Regions from separate parts of the Mus musculus genome. Here all the other regions are linked to region 3. A link is a contact called in public HiChIP or PLAC-seq data. All regions are on one chromosome and are shown on one strand. Each heading gives the region's core, a stretch centred on a gene start, on an enhancer-like site or on the middle of the called end of the contact. The rest is flanking DNA. Distances are from core to core; before and after follow the strand shown. Region 1 overlaps Atp2b3 (ATPase, Ca++ transporting, plasma membrane 3). Region 2 overlaps Abcd1 (ATP-binding cassette, sub-family D (ALD), member 1). Region 3 holds the start of Slc6a8 (solute carrier family 6 (neurotransmitter transporter, creatine), member 8).

Region 1 (4,048 bases), core at 917-3,416, 99 kb after region 3:
TGTACACATGGATCTACCTCTGAGTGCCACTGTTATAAGAGTGCCCCTTTTCCACTTTACCTATCCAGTGTGGCTGAGACTCCTGAAGGACACCTGTGGCAGGCCTAGGGCCTAGGGTATGAGCTCTGAGCATAGAGTGAGGGGCTGAAATCCAGGCTGTCTTTCTGTAGTCTGCTGTTTTCAAGTTCCTTGCCAGACCTGTTTTTAGCATTGACTACCCTCCCCCCTCCCCCCTCCCCCTCCCTCTCCCCCTCTCCTTCTTCCTCCTCCCCTTCCTCCTCCTCCCCCTCCCCTTCCCCCACACTGCACTAACTGTGCTTAAACAGACTTTCAGGACAGATGTTCTGCTCTTGGTTTATCTTCCCCGACAGGCCTTTGAGTCCCCGTCCTAGGCTTCAGCCACCCCACATTTTTACTTGTTTCCTGTTGTGCTCTATCGTTGAGCTACCCCTCAGCCCTGTACCCATCTTGATGCTTTGAGGTCATCTGTTCTACAAAAGGTGTTTTCTCAGCTCTCAGAAGGCAGAACCCTTCCCTTGGAATAGCAGTGGTGGATGGGTGAGGCTGTTTAACCTTAAAGAGGGCTCTTCTTCACTCTGCCTTCTCAGGGCCTTTTCAGAGCACAGCATGGGATAGTTGATACAGCTCTGCAGGGGTTGGAACAGGCATCCCTCCCATTGAGAGTGCCCCATACAGTGCACAGCACCTAGAAACCTGGTATTTCCTTCCCCACTGGTTATCAGCAGTTTCCCTCTCCTTGGGACTCAGTTTCTACTTTGTAAATTGAGCTGGTTGTACCAGATAACCTGACTGTGACTGCTATTTTAGAATCCTCCCATGTGCTGTGTGCCTGTCAAATTGCCCAGAAGTCTTGCTGGCCTGACTTGGTGTTATTTGTGTGCTGACCTCTGGTCCTGTCAGCTCACTGGTTGTCATTTGGCCCATGGCACAGTGAGCAAAAGGCCTCATTTCTAGGCCTTATGAAATTAAAGACATTGTTATAATCTGGGTCTTTTGGATTTTTTCTTCCTGTTGCCAAGGCTTTTGTAAACAGACTAGTGGAGATTAAAAAATGACAGTCTTCCATCTCCTTTATTCAGGTTTAAAAGGTCAGCAATGACAGACTGAGATAAGATATTCTAGAACCCAAAGCTTCCAGGATCTTGTGGTGCAGAACATATCTTACAGCTTAGTGATAAGTAGCCTAGTCTTACTTAGCCCATGAACCCAATGGAACGAGGAGGAGGACAACCAGGTCCGGAGAATTGCCTGGCCCCTTTCTTCCTAGCTATGGTGCATTGAGTTGTGTTTCTCAACTCATGTCCTTGCCCTGAAATCAAGCTAAGTGAGGCCACTATGGTGGGCTCTGATCCACAAACCACTGTCCTTGTAAGAGAAGAGACATAGGCAGATGAAGGGGCGAGATGAAGACAGGCAGAAGTAGAGTAAAGGGTCTACCAATCCAGTAACACCTAGATGTTACCAGAAAACAAAAGAAAGGTCTGGAACACATTCTCCTCACGGGCCCTCAGAGGACGCTTGACCTCACTAATGCCTTGGTTTTGGACTTTGAGCCTCTAGAACTGTAAGAGGATACATTTCTCTTGTTTTTTTTTTTTTTTCCGGCCCCAGTATGAAGTCTTTCAAAACTGCTCCAAGACATACAGACCTTCCTCCCATTCCCTAGGCTCTGCTGCTGTAGTGTGTTCATGCTCATGCTCCCAGCCATTTGACTAAGGACACATTCATGCTTTATGGGCAACATCGCATCTTATCTCTTCATGTGGAGCCAGTTGTGTTGATATCGAATTTGTCTTGTCTAGACTTCCTTAGTCTTATGACTCAAGCTGTGCTGCTTCCCTTTTTGCTGTTGAAGCAGAGACTTAAGGGATCTTTGGAACCATGGTTCTTCTTTTTGACTCTTGCCCTGGAAAATTGTCTTCTGGTACTAATAAATATAAAAGGACACTGTGTGTATCTGAGAAATGGAAATACCATGAAGATGGCCTCCTGAGAGATGGCTCAGTGGTTGCTAGAACTTGCTGCTCCTTCAGGGACCCTGAGTGAGGTTTCCAATAGCTAGTAACTCCAGCTCCAGGGGATCTGGTGCCCTCTTCTGATCTTCACAGGCACTGCACATGCATGCCCATACACATAGCCACATCAAGAGAAATACATTTTAAAGAAAATAGAAATATGGTGAGAAGGTCAGGAGGATGTGTAGAGTGCTGTAACCATGGTGGTCATTTGTAAGGCCCAGCCACAGAACTATTTATGTAGCTATTCCTGGCCCAAAGAGGGTGCTACAGAACCTGGATGTCTATGCGTAGCCATTCAAGGGGATCTGAAGAAGGAAGGACAGAGGAACTAAGAGTAAGTGAGGATGAAATGCTGGGCTTTGTTTCTGTGGCTTTAGGACAAAGAGGAAGTCAATGATTAGAAATCGGGCACTTTGGTGATGAGGATGTAAATGCACGCGCGTGCACACACACACATACATGCAGAGAGAGAGAGAGAGAGAGAGAGAGAGAGAGAGAGAGAGAGAGAGAGAGAGCATATGAACATGCCCAATACAACAAGTTCTAGCAACCTTGTGGCTGGGTATATATCATTTCCTGAAGAAAACCACTCTCAAAGAGCAGTTTGTGTACCCAGGTTCACAGTAGCATTAGTCATAATGTCTAAAATGTGGGAGCAACGCACGCATTTGTGATTATGTGGCTAAACACAGCATGTCTGTGAAAGCAATGGAATATTATCCAGCCTTAAAAAGGAACTGAAGGTTGACACCTGCTAGAGCATGGATGACCTTTCAGGATATGATGCTCAGTGAAATGAGCCAGTGATAAAAGGACAAATACGTCTCTCATCCTACTTCTAGGAGAGACCTTATTTGATAATGTTGCAGCCAGATTTGCCAACAGACAATAGAATAGGGGATTGGGGAAGAGAAATGGGAAGTTGGTGATAAATGGCATGGAGTTTAAGTTAGAAAAGCTGAAAAAGTTCTGAAGACAGAATTGTCACAATGCTCCCACTGATCCATACAAGGACAGTGGCCTGAATATTTTCAGCAGGCTTTACGTGGTTGAACCAATCACTGGGAGGCAGCACAGGTGTAGCATCTCTTGCCCACAGGGTCAGTGCCCTTTCTTGCTATAGAATTCATCAGGATAGCAGGCACAGGGGAGGCCATGCCAGTGCCTTCTTCTGCTATGGCTCAATGGCATGCAGACACCTTTGTTTGGTTCCACATGGGAAATTACCAAATAATAAATTACACATGTGACTCAGACCCATTCATTTTTTTATACACAAAATTTTTGATCTATTCTTTAAATTAGGAAATTCAACTACAGATTTTAATTTATTATGCATCTGTGGTCTTCCTCATTAAGATATTTTGTTCATTTTTAACAGGCAGATAAAAATGTAAAACATATTTATGAACTGAACACAGTTGACCAAGCCATTCCATATAGTATAATGCTTTATAAAGAGAAGCTTCCGATGAGACAGGTCTCTCGGCCTGAAGACTGTACAAGAATCAGAACAGATGATGCGGGTTCCCAGGGCCTTTTCTGAACCCCATAGCTCAGCATAAAGGCAGCCTGGATATCACACAATTGACACTGACATCAGGCAACTTTACACAGCATCATCAGGGGTTGGCTTTTTAATACATAGTGGCCATTTGCTCTATGTGTATGTCTACAACAGAGGATGACAAGAAGCCCATGAGCATAGCTGGACACAGCTGACCTGCTTCAGTCACAATACTCCACATTTTGATTACTTATTGAAGAACACAAAGACCCTCAGCAAACCAAGTTGCCCTTTTGCTGTGGTGGTTTAAACAAGGACATCAGGGAACAATTTACAAATGGGAAACATTCTCAATATGCCCTTTAGAAAAAAGGGATGGCTTTATGTGATCTGTAGCTGGCATTTTAAAGTGGAGTTTTCTGGTAACCAAAATTCTTTTTCCCGAGATGTGACTACTCCTGCTTAGGGGTGACATGGCATTGGTGTGACCAGTGGGAACATA
Region 2 (4,038 bases), core at 1,131-3,630, 65 kb before region 3:
TATTTAAATGCAATCATATAATACTTGGACCTGTGTGCTTGGCTTCTTTGTGTCAGCATGTCTTTAATGTTCTTGAATATTATAGCATGTGTTGCTGTTTCACAACCTTTTATGGTCAAATAATGTTCTATTGTATAAATATATATGTTTGTCTATCTGTTTCTGGGTACTCAGGCTTCTGTAAATATTGTATAGAATCTACACAGTAAACATCTACATAGGTTTCTGACTTGATTTTTTTGGTATGTCTTGAGGGTGGAAATACGGGCAGTGTGGGAACTCAGCTTAGCTTTATAAGAACATCCCCTCGCCGGGCATGGTGGCGCACGCCTTTTATCCCAGCACTTGGGAGGCAGAGGCAGAGGCAGAGGCAGGCAGATTTCTGAGTTCAAGGCCAGCCTGGTCTACAGAGTGAGTTCCAGGACAGCCAGGGCTATACAGAGAAACCCTGTCTTGAAAAACAAAAAACAAAAAAACAAAAACATCCCCTCTATTCCTAGCAGCAGTTGTCTGGCCTGTCTCCACCAAGTGTCCACACACAACTCCATGGCCTGCTTTAAGGTCAAAACCACTCCGGACTTGACCAGCGAAGAGTTTCGGTTCAATTTCTTTTAGAGTCTCCTACATGCTGGACCGCTCATCCCCCTCCAGGGCGGGGTAAGGATGTGTCCTGATTGCAGGGCCTTCCCAGGAATTCTCTCAGCAGAAGTGGGGTTGGTTTGTCCTTCATTGCAGCATGAACCTGAAGCGGCTGGCCTATGTGAGGCTGCTATGTGGATGTGGAAACCTTTGAAGGAAATATTCTTCCTGTCAGAAGAGAGGTGCGAAGTAGCTGCTGGTGATAAGGAACTGTGGGGAAGTTGTGGACACAGTGGGCTCACTTTTGAAAAGATGCTCAGGCCATTTTCTAGTGCTTTGTATATTGTTATATTGCCTTAATAAATCTTTTCTAAGGAAAAAAAAATCCATTGCAGAACCCAAGGCTATTCTCATTTTACCTACTCAGTGAATGAAAAGGTCAGTTTAGGGCTGGCGAGATGGCTCAGTGGTTAAGAGCACCAACTGCTCTTCCGAAGGTCCCAAGTTCAAATCCTAGCAACCACATGGTGGCTCACAACCATCCGTAACGAAATCTGATGCCCTCTTCTGGAGTATCTGAGGATAGCTACAGTGTACTTACATATAATAAATAAATGTTTAAAAAAAAAAAAAGAAAAGGTCAGTTTAGGAACTTTGGGAAGGTCATGAAAAACTTGCCCCTCCGGAAGGGAGAGGCTAATTAACATTTCTCACACAACAGTACAGGAACTGACCTGTGGGTGGGGACACATTCCACAGGAATTTTGCCCACCTTCAAACAATGGAAGTCCTTGTCACTTCATTCCCTAAAGACCAATCCGTTTAAAGGGTGCACTGTTCCACCAATCATATTGTGCCTAGTTGCTGATGCTCTATTCTGCCCCTGGAAACCTTATAAAACCGTGTGCTGGGGGTTGCCACCTCTCCTTAGAGTCTTTGATGCTTTTTGCATCCCAGCTCCACGTGGTTCACTCAGGGGATCCTCAGACTTAACGTGACCTTTTGCCTCAGTCTAGGCCTTTCCTTCCCCCTGTACTGGATATCTTTCTCTGGACATACCCCTGGGCCTTTGGATACGTTTTTCCTTCTTCCTAGAAGGTTCAGAAGCGCCAGTGCAACTCAATCCAGGAATCACTTCTTTCCTGTGGCTCTTTCAGTGCTCAATTTACCTCCTTGGCATCTCACAGGGTTTCTATAGCATTGCTTTCTGCACTCCCCTTCAGACACTTGGCAGGCTATCTTTGGCCTCAAGTACGATTTTACAGCAATGATTGTCATCTCCCTAGGGTACAAAAGGCATAACCAGAGAACACTAACTTTTTCGAGTACCATGGGGTTAGCAACTGACTAGGTTCTTACTTGGGCCCATGTTTGGGGGCAGGTCTCCTTTTCTCCCAACAACATTGTGACCTCTCCTCAGAACTTTTGTTGTTGTTGTTGCCTGTCTTTTTGAGAGAGATAGGGTCTCACTTTGCAGCCCTGGCTTTTTAAAAACTCACTACATAGATTGGGCTAGCCTTGAACTCACAGAGATCCACCTGCCTCTGCTTCCAGAGTGCTGAGATTAAAGGCACAATTATGCCTGGCTTACTCCCCAGAACTTATACCAGACACCAAGTTCAGGAGGCAGGATTGTACTTTCCAGAGGTTTTTACTGAGAGGACTGAGGGGGGTACCCCAGCTGGAGGGCTGAAGGCCCAGGAAAGGCACACAATGGCAGTAGGGTGTGTGTGTGGGGGCGTCTCCCTCTTGGTGAGGGCTGGTTTAGCAGACACAGCACCTCCTGTGACCCCTCTTTGGCACTGAGCTGGGAACATGGTGCCCTCACTTCTGCCTAGCTGGCAGAGGGCACCCCCAGTGGCAACTGGCAGTATAGGCTGGTGAAGGGCCAGGTTTGGCACCAGAGACTGGGTAGATTGAAGGGACCACCCAGTCACCTCCTGTGCTGGCAGGGTACTCATGTTGGCAATTTAGACAACTATAAACTGGGAGTCCAATAAATTAGGTTGTAGAGGTGGAGGAGTGGGAGGGCCAGGGCTATATTCTCTTCATGGCTCAGGAGGAACTCTGTCCTTCTTGGGTAACCATGGGGAAGGGCACACTTTGGGCCCTGTCTAATCCTGGGCCCCATTAGGCTGTTTTCATGGCAGGGGGTATCCTGTGGGACAGGGGCATTGGCTGGTCACACAAGGGGATGGCAACAAAGGGATGGATCAAAACAATGACAAGGATTTGGGTTTCGGCAGGGATGTAACCCACAACTACCAGGGTTGCCACACATTCTGGCTGCTGGCAGTAAGGGAGGCAGCTCCTGCTTACTTCCTATGGCTCAGCCATACTGGTATAGAGTCAGGACTGGGGACTTCCAAACCCTCCATCCCTCCCCAGGGAAAAGTAAAAGACACACTGCCCTGAACAGGGCAGAGTTCCTGGAGCAGAACCCAGAGTGAAGGTGGAATGCAGTGTGTCCCCATTCATATCTACCTGTCCCAGAGTGGGGTCTTCAGGGAATGCAGGTAATTGGCTAGGAGGCTTGGGAGGGGTAAGGCATGCAGGGCAATGGGGGAGGGGAGGAGCTTCCTTCATGTGATCCGAGAGCCTGGAGAAGGGTGGGAGCTGGGGATAAGGTCCCCAGTCAAGTGGGGACTCCTGGGACCAGGGGTTGAACTGGAGCTGCAGCTTCGCCAAGGATCTGGCGGAGCTCCTGAAGGCGCCCCTGCATCTTGGGGATGCCCGCCAGTTGCTGCTCCAGGCGCTGCTTCTCTTCAGTCAGGCTCAGGCGGGCAGCAGAATCCAGCTTCTCAAACTTCCAGCCTCCTTCCCCATCAAACTGCAGCAAGTGTGTGTGGTACTTCCTGAACAGGAGAGGGTAGAAAGCTGTCATAGCTGCTTTCTCACTTCAGGTGGCAGCCTCACCCACAATTCCAAGAGCACCTACCATAGGGAGGGTCGATGGGTGATGGAGAGCAGTGCGATACCAGCATCTTTGGCTGCTTGGAAGATCTTGCCTTCCACATCAATGCTCACGGCACTAGTGCACTCATCCAGGAGGGCGTACTTGGGCCTTAGGGTGGGGGTGGGTAAAGGGGAAAGCTGTGAATTACCTATCACTGTCCAACTTTCAGCTCCTGGCTAAACACTTGTGACCCACAGCCCTGCTGCACTGGGGGAGAGCTGGGAGAGAGGTGAAACTCCTTCAGGTAGCTCCCTATTGGGAGAACTCATTTTTTCCTCTCTTGTTGGGTCCAATTTACTGAATGTCCTTGAAAGTCGCTGCAGCTGCAGTGCTCACCTGTGGTAGAACATGCGCGCCATACCAATCCTCTGCTTCTCACCTCCAGACAGGACGTCCTTCCAGTCACACACTGCCTCCCAACCTGGGCAGGAGGTGAAGGACTCAGCTCAATTCAACAGAAACCCAATGGGAGTCAGGGTAGGGTGAGGGTTAAATGAGACACA
Region 3 (4,196 bases), core at 1,370-3,869:
TGTTCCAGACATTGATGCTGCCGGCCTTCATGAACTGGCCCAATGAGATTTCCAGGAAGAAAATGGGGATTCCTCCAACCAGGGCAATCAGGACATAGGGAATAAGGAACACACCTGGAGGAGGAAGTGTGGAGTGGGCTCAGGATGCTTCCAAATCACCTCCTGCAGCAGGAGGGGACTTAACCCAAACCCATCAGCCAAGCTGTCTAGGCCTCACACCAGCCCAGACTCCAGAAGTCCTAGAAGGCCCAGACAGAGCCCCAGCTTCAGCTTGCACCCCAGTCCCGTGACTTCCCACTGAGTGAATCAGCACAAGGGTGGCCACTGACTCAGAGGCTCAACGTGAACAATCCCAGCAGATGAGCTCTAGGTCTGTTGAGAGGAGGCACAGCAGCAGTGTCTAGCCAGTGTTCCCTATACCATGGGGAGCCCTTGGCTCACTGAGTTCTGAGCCTATAGACACCTAGGGTGACATAGCAGGTATTGAAAACACACAGACTTATGCATACAGGCCATCTCTTGTGCCACACTTCTTTTTGGCAGGCAGCAGAACAGGAAAGAATGGCCAAGGTTTGTTCATATGTGCCAGGCTGGGTGCTCAGGCTTGGGGGCTTGTCAAACGGCAGTGAGCCCAACTACCCTGTACTTTGTAATCATGAGAGTCCCAGGAGGAAGCTGGGTAGGTGGCAATTCTCTGCTTATGGGGGTATTGGTGTAGGACAAAGAGAGACAAATCAAGGAAAGGGGCTGAGGCAGTATTCCAGCAATTATGTGGAGTGGTAGGAAGAGGGGAGAGCTGAGCAGCTGCAGCTCTGACCTATTCCTCTTTACTGCTCTCTAGGACCCTATCTGCACAGGATCAGCTTTCTCTGCTACTCAGTGACAGAGTTAATTGCAGTTTACTGGGCTCCTGCTCCCAGCATCCTTCTGTGTGTGACCTTGGACAGAGGCCTCCACTCTGGGACTCAGTTTCTCACCCATCACCCAGCTGCTTCAGTTCTCCAGAAATCCAGTGCTGCTTTGTAGTCCCAGGACAGACAAGCACCCACTACTGTTGCTAAGCTGGGCTTAGGCAACTGAGCATGGGATGTGCATGAAGCCTGTCTAGTGGCGGCGCCAGGCGGGCCAGGCCGCAGACATCCCAAGCCTGGCTCAAGCACCCAGTGTTCCAAGCCTGGGCCAGAGGGGAGGGGAGAGGAGAAAAGGGAGAAGAGGGAGGGTAGAGGAGAGTGTGGGGGAGGGACAGAGTGGCCCATTGTGTGTGTGTACGTATTCCTATGTGTACACGTGGGGGGGTCCACACAATGTGTCACTTGTGTGCCTGACCCATGAGGGCAACTAGGGCTCCTCACCTCCTAGAGCCCCCTCCATTGGGGGGCAGGGCTTCCCTTCCCACCTCAGTGGCCAATCACTCCCAGTTTGGACTGGAAGTCTGAGAGGCAGCCCCTCAGTTCATCTGGAAGCTACCCTTGATTGCCTCTCTTCCACACTGCCAGGCACATGACCGGTGAGGGGGGTGGAGGCCGCTGTGCTGGGTCACAGAACGCTTGGTTGGTGAGGGGGCACCATGGCCTCCACCCGCTTTGGGCGGGCCTCCCTACCCTCTGGACTTTGCCCCACTGCTCTGGTGGGCCTGTGGCAGGCTGGGGTTGGAATTGGTCCCTGATGAAAAGCCAGGATGCTCAGGGGCAAGGCACTCACCTCCGCCGTTCTTGTAGCACAGGTAGGGGAAGCGCCACACGTTACCGAGGCCCACGGCGAAGCCCACGCACGACATGATGAAGTCCATCTGGCGTGTCCAAGTCTCTCGCGGTGGCACTGCAAGGCGGCCGCCAGGCGCCCCCAGGCCCGCAGGGCCATCGCCCTTGGCTGGGGCACCGTCGGGCCCGGACACGATGAGAGGACCCTTCTTCTCGTCACCAGACACGCTATAGATACCGTTTTCAGCGCTCTTTTTCGCCATGGCCCCAGCGGGGCCGTGAGGCCGGGCCGGGGGTCGCGGCGCCTCGAGGGTGGCGGGCGGGCGAGGGGGCTCCGGTGGCACCTGGAGAGAGGGCCCCGAAAGCGCGGGCCCGCCCGGGGGCCTCGGGGGCGGCCGGGCCGGGGGACGGGGCGACGGGTGGGCGGGAGGGGTGCGGGACGGCGGGGGCGGCGCAGTCAGAAGCAGTCCACGAAGCACTTGAAAGTGAGCCTGAAGAATCTCATGTGTGTCGGGGGCCCGGGAGCGCGCGGGCGGCGGTGGAGCCTGGCCGGGCGGCGGCGGCTCCCGAGACTCCTGCCCGCGGCTCGGGCGGCGGTGGCGGCTGCAGCGAGGACTGCTCGCCCTGCCGGAGGCTCACCCTAGCGCGTCGCGGGTGGCATCGGAAGCCCACTGTCTGCAAGCGGCGGCCGGAGCAAGGGGCCTGAGGCCCGCGGCCCCGGCCCAGCCCCAAGTGGCTGTCCTGTTCGCTTGCGGCTCTCCTGGCGCTGGCGGCTCCGGTGGTCCCGGGTACGACTAGCCCCCTCCTTCCCGGCGGCGGCGGCTACAGCCGCTCTCCGGGCCGCGGCGGACTCAAAGACTCGCCTTGGCACTCCAACTGTCCCTCTCTTTCCCGACGCGACCCGCTGCTGCTTAAGAACCAACTCCCGGTGATGTCACTGTCGCCCCACCCCCACGACCCGACCGCTCCCCCCCTCCCCCTCCATCCCGCCCTCCCTGTCACTCCGCCTACCTCCTCCTCTAGAGGAGACGCTGCTCCAGTTGGGAGCAGGATGGCTGCTACCTGGGGCGCTGGCCAGCACTTTCTTTTCGTGGGCCGAACCTCCATTCGTTCCAGGATCACCTGGCTCAGGTCGGGTCAAAGTCCCCTCAGGTTTTTCTGAACCACCAGGAAAACGGAGTCTCTAGTTGACCTCCAGACATCCTTAGTCCTTCTCCCTTCTCTCCACTCTTTCTAGCCTGGAATCTCGTTTCCCGGTGGACCATCCTTCACCAAGGTTGTCCTGCCTGCCTAATGTTTCCTCTTCACTTCCCAATTAGGACCTAGGGAGAGTTGGATATCCAGGTGCAAAGTTTCTTGGTCCCTGCACCAAAGTAAGTGCCCTGTGCGATTGCCTTCTGAAGGACTGTCCCTGCGCTGGCCTGGAGTGTGTGTGTGTGTGTGGGGGGGGGGGGGGAATCGTCCTCCAAGAGTTCTGTGGAACTTTGCCAGAAGTACTGAGCTGTCTCAAGACATTTAGGCCTCCTCAAAGATACAGCCTGGAGGCTGAGGATCATGGTATCAGCTTTGTGTGTGATCAATTTCTGTTTGTCTCCAGAGTGGGCAAAGGGTAGCTTGCTTGGTCGAAGATCAGAGTTACAATTTGTCACCAAGGTACAGAAGGGGACTCCATGATAACTCACCTTTTGTCCACCTTTTGCCTGATGTGGGGGTGGGTAGGGCTTGTGATCTATAGATACTGGGGTAAGAATAGGGTGAGGCTGCCCCCTGGTGCCTGGTAGATGTACAGACCCTCCCTCTAAGCTCAGTAACCTGCCTGCTCAGGGACTTCTAGGCCTCTTCATCAGCAGAGCAGCTTCTTGGGAATTTTCCAAGGCCAACACTAGCCTGGGGTGGACTAGAAAGGTGAGGCGTGCCCATTTCAATCCCAAATTCCTTGATCTGATCAGACACCAAAGTCCCCAGATGGCTCATCCCATCAAGCTAAGCCCGCAGCCATCCGGCAGCTTTAGAAAGAAAAGCAGTTCCAGCCAGAGCCAGATTGAGCCTGATAGGTGAGGGAAGGAGGGGCAGCATCTCCACCCAGGCTATCAGGAAGATCTCTCTCTCTCTCTCTCTCTCTCTCTCTCTCTCTCTCTCTCTCTCTCGTGTGTGTGTGTGTGTGTGTGTATGTGTGTGTGTGTGTGTGTGTGTGTATTTGCTTGCTCATCACAAAACCCTAACTTGAGCCATGTTTGTTCCAGCATGGAACCAAAGTCCTCCTGGAGAAACAAAGGCCATAGAAGAGTTACTCATAGTTACTCATAGCACATATATCCTGGAAGATCTGGAGCCATCCAAGGAACAAGGAGAGGGGTCATTTAAGAGAAGAAAAAAGAGGATCCCAAGGAATGAGCACAAAGGACTCCATTGCAGTATAAAGATCTGCAAAGGAAAAGGAGCTGCTACAACAGTTATCTGGATGAGGTTGGGCAGAGTCCAGTCAATAGCAGGAAA

What was found. HiChIP or PLAC-seq counts read pairs in DNA pulled down with a chosen protein or histone mark.
Region 1: a contact with region 3 is called in an H3K4me3 HiChIP or PLAC-seq map of bone marrow-derived macrophages, with 4 times the contacts expected there. The contact joins the enhancer-like site here to the promoter of Slc6a8 in region 3. A contact is called at or near these places in 15 of 39 promoter capture datasets (3T3-L1-derived adipocytes, the C10 cell line, the HPC-7 cell line and 10 more), 1 of 15 datasets of contacts at CTCF or cohesin (large pre-B cells), 8 of 484 Hi-C or Micro-C datasets (CD8 T cells, the G1E-ER4 cell line, the HL-1 cell line and 5 more), 6 of 115 datasets of contacts at active chromatin or transcription factors (bone marrow-derived macrophages, embryonic stem cells, kidney and 1 more) and 3 of 9 other capture datasets (adipose tissue, liver and macrophages).
Region 2: an H3K27ac HiChIP or PLAC-seq map of embryonic stem cells shows a contact between it and region 3, with 12 read pairs. The contact joins the enhancer-like site here to the promoter of Slc6a8 in region 3. A contact is called at or near these places in 10 of 39 promoter capture datasets (the 3T3-L1 cell line, 3T3-L1-derived adipocytes, embryonic stem cells and 5 more), 4 of 15 datasets of contacts at CTCF or cohesin (CD8 T cells, embryonic stem cells, large pre-B cells and 1 more), 17 of 484 Hi-C or Micro-C datasets (the Ba/F3 cell line, CD4 T cells, the G1E-ER4 cell line and 4 more), 4 of 115 datasets of contacts at active chromatin or transcription factors (all in embryonic stem cells) and 3 of 9 other capture datasets (adipose tissue, liver and pancreatic islet).

Annotation. Positions count from the first base shown.
Region 1 is chrX:73,572,514-73,576,561 of GRCm38.p6, reverse strand. Atp2b3 (ATPase, Ca++ transporting, plasma membrane 3) reads right to left here. Exons shown (of 21, transcript NM_177236.4): 21 at 3,292-4,048. Among named protein-coding and RNA genes, the nearest start is that of Gm52443, 8.2 kb to the left of the region's middle. Within about 2 kb of position 2,166, at least 17 of the 459 cell types and tissues checked have an H3K27ac peak or open chromatin away from gene starts, as enhancers often do. A contact at or near this core is called in the G1E-ER4 cell line, adipose tissue and bone marrow-derived macrophages, where this site is marked.
Region 2 is chrX:73,736,708-73,740,745 of GRCm38.p6, reverse strand. It overlaps Abcd1 (ATP-binding cassette, sub-family D (ALD), member 1), which reads right to left. Exons shown (of 10, transcript NM_007435.2): 8 at 3,872-3,956; 9 at 3,518-3,643; 10 at 2,212-3,434. The coding sequence ends at 3,215. Among named protein-coding and RNA genes, the nearest start is that of Plxnb3, 18 kb to the left of the region's middle. Within about 2 kb of position 2,380, at least 10 of the 459 cell types and tissues checked have an H3K27ac peak or open chromatin away from gene starts, as enhancers often do. A contact at or near this core is called in embryonic stem cells and trophoblast stem cells, where this site is marked.
Region 3 is chrX:73,671,556-73,675,751 of GRCm38.p6, reverse strand. Slc6a8 (solute carrier family 6 (neurotransmitter transporter, creatine), member 8) reads right to left here and starts at 2,619. Exons shown (of 13, transcript NM_001142809.1): 1 at 1,702-2,619; 2 at 1-114. The coding sequence starts at 1,963. It overlaps Gm32261 (predicted gene, 32261), which reads left to right and starts at 1,450. Exons shown (of 3, transcript NR_166888.1): 1 at 1,450-1,723; 2 at 2,938-3,073; 3 at 3,944-4,196.